Linked DNA regions of Hordeum vulgare: region 1 is linked to region 2. Evidence: chromatin contacts called from public Hi-C data. All regions are on one chromosome and are shown on one strand. Each heading gives the region's core, a stretch centred on a gene start, on an enhancer-like site or on the middle of the called end of the contact. The rest is flanking DNA. Distances are from core to core; before and after follow the strand shown. Region 1 has its middle 14 kb from the start of LOC123452963. Region 2 holds the start of LOC123452956 (ethylene-responsive transcription factor 1-like).

Evidence for each region. A called contact is a pair of places that touch in the nucleus more often than the background predicts.
Region 1: a contact with region 2 is called in a Hi-C map of seedling, with 3 times the contacts expected there. The contact joins the enhancer-like site here to the promoter of LOC123452956 in region 2. A contact is called at or near these places in 3 of 6 Hi-C or Micro-C datasets (leaf and seedling).

The regions. Positions count from the first base shown.
Region 1 is chr5H:559,819,969-559,822,668 of MorexV3_pseudomolecules_assembly, reverse strand. No RefSeq gene overlaps it. Among protein-coding and RNA genes, the nearest start is that of LOC123452963, 14 kb to the left of the region's middle. Within about 2 kb of position 1,393, at least 3 of the 3 cell types and tissues checked have open chromatin away from gene starts, as enhancers often do. A contact at or near this core is called in leaf and seedling, where this site is marked.
Region 2 is chr5H:559,553,067-559,555,766 of MorexV3_pseudomolecules_assembly, reverse strand. It overlaps LOC123452956 (ethylene-responsive transcription factor 1-like), which reads left to right and starts at 1,295. Exons shown (of 1, transcript XM_045129703.1): 1 at 1,295-2,700. The coding sequence starts at 1,537. The coding sequence ends at 2,547.

The DNA of each region.
Region 1 (2,700 bases), core at 144-2,643, 270 kb before region 2:
CCTAGCCGACGCTTAAGGCGCCGACTAGAAGCTCCCACTCGGACGCTTCTGACGCCCGTTATTACATTTTTGCAAACGGACGCTTGAAACGCCCGCGTGTGGGCCAGTCCATCTAGATTTTAATCCGTAAAAATGCGCAACGTATGTGAACTAAATTAGTGACCTCCCTCATTGAGGTACGCCGGTGTAACTTCCGCACCAACCAGCGGAATTAGATAATGTTCATCTTTTCTTTATTTTTTATTCTTACTTTTCCATTTTTCTTTTCTCTTTTTCCTTTTTTTTTCTTCTTCATGGTTCTACGAATTGTTTGCAAATACCTGAATTGTTTCTTCAAAATGATGAACTTTTTTAAAATTGATGGACATTTTTAAGATTCCATGAAGTTTTTTCAATATCGACAAACTTTTTATAATTTTGATGATTTTTTTTCAGTTTGTATGAACTTTATTAAAATTGTTGATTTTTTGCAAAATCAAGAACTTTTTTCAAAATCCATGAAATTTTCTGAATTCATGATTTTTCCTTTTTTTTAATGATTTGTTCGTTCTTTTTCCGAATGCAATTGAGCGAAACCAGAGAAAATAAAATGTGCTCGATCTCGCTCTACACGGGGCGGCCGGCCGACCAGGATTGCCGTAATTTGGACCGCCTCTTCACAGGCGATGAAATTACAGCGGGAAGGTCCATCCCTTCCGCTTCTTCTCCTAGTGTGATGACTGATCTGATTCCAGTAAACGGACACTTCTCTAGAGAGAAAGAGAGAGAAAATGAATCAAATTGTTCGTCTTCCTTCTAACAGCATGCCTGCTCGGCACAACAACGGCGATTGCTTGGCTCCGCGTCTTTTTACGGGCGAAATCGTGCTCTAGTCGAAGACCACGATTGTCGGCATCTTGTTTTCTGTATTGCGTTTCCTCGACAATTGGTATGATATATATATGTGTATAATTTACTGAAAAGGACTCGAAAGCCGGGACAAAAAGCGTGCAGAAATGATCGAGACGGCAGATTACAAGTGGCGCCACAGCACATCATGATGCTCCACACATGAACTCCGCCAGACCAGACGCCAGTGAGCTGAGCTCAAGTGCTTAATTAACCAAAGCAGCAGCTCGCTCTCTTAGGAATAGCTATCTCTGCTAGCTACGATATATAGGAATGCCAATAGCAATAGTGGGAGATACACACGGCGTGACGCGCGCAGGGCGCAACAAGTCGTTGTTGACGCCGCACTCTCACCTCACCTCACCTCACCTTAGTCGCAACACTGGGAAGCAATGAAAAGTACAAGTGAGGTGCGTGCGTGACACACACGATCTCTGCCTACGCCCTGTGCAAGATACGCCGGTGAACCGGTGAAGGACAGCGACCTCCCACCACACCGCAGCTTGTTTAACCCACAAGCTTCCTCTCCACTACGTATATCACTACATGTGTACACAACATATACATACATACATACATACATACATACATACATACATACATACATACATACATACATACATACATACATACTGCATGACCTACTATTTGAGACCCATGAAAAGCCATCGAGAGCAAGGCTCTATGTGGAGCATGGAAAATTCCTCATTCTCAGTCATGTAGGAAACTGAACCACCTCTCCTGAAACTCACAGGTTCCAAACGAGCTCCAAATTATGAAGAATGAGACATAGGTTCTGATTACAAAATTAGTGACATAGCTAGAAAGCGGTGAATATGTTAACATTGTGATAAGGATAAGATAAGAGGAGCACAACAGAAAGCTAGCTAGCTAAAGACACATGGTGACAAGGCCAACGATAGGGGTAGCAAGCAAAAGAGACATCCACATATTCATTTGGCAGGGACCCTTGTCTGATTCAATGGAGCTTCTAGCTATTGCTTCTCCTTTCCTGTGATTGAAAGCTGGTGCAATTGCCATCGTGTTGTTTTGTTCATAAAGAACAAAATTAAAAAGCAAATCATAACTAGCTAACTTTGTACTATGGGACAGGAGGAGGAGGAGCACAATTATTGGAAGTGATGCGATCATGCTCGGTCCCATATGCATTGGTTCTTGATCCATCTTGGTCACTCACTCACTCACTCACAAGTCACAACTCTTTTGTGGCTGATAGATGTGCTAGCTGATGCGATTTTTCTGTCGCCCTTTTCGAATTTTGGTCTACTATTACTTCCTAAATAAGCTCTAGCAAGGACTTAAGATAAGAGTGATTACCTAACCTACCTAGCCTACATACATTAGCTACCATCACGTGTGTATGTATACACATGTGGCCATTCATTAGCAATACTGCTAGCTAGCCTGCTAGTACTACGGCGCATCCCAAAAAGGATCCTTGTAACCAACCAAATTCCCACTGGCCGGGTGGCTGGATTTCATCAATAATTTGGACGTACTTTAGCTAAAACACGCTACATTGGACTTTTAAAGGCAATCCACGTGAATAGGCCATTACCTTGTTGTTTATGGTTTGTAGGGGTGTGGATTGATTCGGTGGTCGCTGTGCAAGCGTTAGGTAAAGCTAGCTTAGACTTTCACTCATTGCAAACACTAATTTAACTACTCCTTTGACTTTTCATGGCAACCCAAGTGACGTTCTAATTAAACGACAATTGAAGCCTGGGACAGGCAATTCGGGATGACATAATTATTTCCACATGGTACACATGTAGGAGCAGAAGTTTCTGC
Region 2 (2,700 bases), core at 46-2,545:
GATTTTCAAAACGAAAAAGAGGTAACGGCTGTAGTTTTGAAGAAAGTTCTCAGATTCGAAAAAGTCCACAAGTTTAATAAAAAGTTTCATGGATTAAAAAAACAAATTGTAAAAATTTCGCGCCTTAAAATAAAAAAGTAGAAAAAAAGAAAAGAAACAAATTGAAAAAATATGGCTTCAAAAATGAATTAAAAATTCATGCCTTATAAAAAAAAATTGAAAAAATTCAATACATCGTATACATTTTTCTAAATGTCCCAAACATTATTTTGAAATGCGTGAACATTTTTCAAATGCAACGTACATTCTTTTCTTGTTACTGTTTATTTTCTCTTATATTATACAAAGTTTATTGTGTATTGCTAAACTGTTTATTGCATATTTAGGAAATGTTTTGCATGCCGCACGGCGTGAATAATTTGCGCCCTGCATGAACTATTTGAAAAAGATTAAAAAATTTAAGAAAAAAGGAAGAAAAAGGAAGCCACCCATGCATTATTTTTTTAACGAAATGAAACTTAAGTGCGCCCTTTTTTTAACGGAAAAATTAAAATGGGTCGGTTCTCGAGATAAATTCCAGTTGACAGAAGGTGAGGGTTCGATTTAGACCGGGATTGCATAGTTCAGGGTGCAATCGACCGGGATTTTGACTCGGGGGTTCATTCCGCCTGACAGATACAAGTTTAATGTTTAAATTAGACTTTTTGCTGTCTCACACGCTATGCCACATATGGGATACCACCTATGCTTCAGACGACGATACTTAACCATGGGTGAGGCCCGACCTGGCTCACGACGCCACGCTATCAAGCAGCGTAGCGCGTGTGAGAAAGACGCTATGACATAGGGCATAGCACCGACGCGTTGGACGCTACCTGAAAATGTTAGTTGAGTGAGATAGTTTCCAAGAGAGTTTATTTTGTGAATTTGTTACATTTTGGGATTATTTTTGTCCATTTTGCCTCAAACTTGCGCATCTAGTCTTAGTCCACATGGTTTATCCCAAATTCCCGATAACCATTTGAGAGAACCTCCAAGTGGTCGTTCTTATCCTCCTCGGCAACGCAAGGAGCCAGTAGTCCACCCCACGAATTTGAATTTCGCCTCCCCACATTTCTTTCTTTGTTCCGAGGTAAGCCCCAGCCCTCGAGAATATCCACGCGCTCCCTTTGATCCGTGCCGCGATACTACTTCCCAGGGCCAGGGCCAGGGCCAGGAGCCCAGGACCAGAAGAAATGAAAACGGGAAATCCCGATACTGCCCCTCAACCGACCCGTGCTCCGCCCCCACCCATTTCCCCCCTTTTAGCCCCCGCCTCCTCCGCCACTCGTCCTCCGGCTTCCACCGCAACCCCACAACCGCACGCCACCAACACCCGCCGCATCCGCCCCGCCCCGCCCCGCCCCACCGACGGACGAAACCCTAACCCTAGCCTCCCCTCCCCCTTCCCCTTCCCGCCGCCGCCGCCCATGGCGGGGCGCCGAGGCTGAGCGCCCCCGATCGCGCGCGAGGATGGATTGAGCCGAGACACGAGGCATGGGGCCCAACCCTAGCCTGGACATGCTGGCCGCCGCGGCGGCGGCGGAGGCGGCGCCGCCGCCCAGGGGCCGCGTGGTGCGGATCATCGTGCACGACGCCGACGCCACCGACTCCTCCTCCAGCGAGGACGAGGCCGCGCCGCCGCCGCTGCTTGCCATGCCGACGACCAAGGAGGAGCGCCGGAGGGACCGCAAGAAGCGCCGCCGCGTGATGGAGGCCGGGAGGAGGGAGGACTCGCGCCCGCCGCAGGCCGGGGGGAGGACCCCCTCGGTGCGGTACCGCGGCGTGCGCCAGCGCCGGTGGGGCAAGTTCGCCTCGGAGATCCGCGACCCGATCCAGGGCCGCCGCCTCTGGCTCGGCACCTTCGACACCGCCGAGGAGGCCGCCGCCGCCTACGACGCCGCCAAGATCCGCATCAGCGGGAGCCGCCGCCCGCCCGACGCCACCACCACCACCACCACCACCGGCTGCTTCCCTTTCCCGTTCCCGCCGCCAGAGCCTCCCAAGCCCACCGTCCTGCGCCTTCCCATGCCACATCCTGCCAAGCCAACCGTCCTGCGTCTTCCCATGTCACAGACTGCCAAGCCGATTGTCTCGCCGCCGCCGCCCCCTTCGCCTGAGCCTGTCAAGCCGGCCATCTCGCCGCCTCCTCTGCCAGCTAAGCCGTTCGCCCTCCCGTTGAAGCTGAGGCTGAAGCTTTCCTTCAATCCACAGGTCAAGGACAAGGGTTGGGGCTGGTGCTCTGCAGGCGATGTCAAGGAGGAGGAGGACGTGGGCTGTGATGGCGAGGCAAAGGTTGGGGATGTGATTAGTGCAGGAGAGGTCAAGGTGGAGGATGGGGGCTGTGCAGAGGAGGCGAAGGAGGTCGGTGGTAACTCTGAGATCCAGGCGGTCAAGCCAATGTGGGCGATGATCACCGGGAAGCGAAAGAAGCGGTCAGGGTGCGGCACCCGTGTTGGCGCCCTCCACGCCTCCTCCGTCTGCGTCGAGGAAGTTGGCGGGACCTGAGGGAGGTTCCAACTATCCGTAATTACTATCGTTAGATCTTTCACTCTTCTGCCTAGCGTCGTCGGAACTTCTTTGGTATTGTGTAATTTTTGTCAAGTACTAAACTCCTTGATGTGCAAACTCATGACCATCCTGTCATATGATTTGCGGATG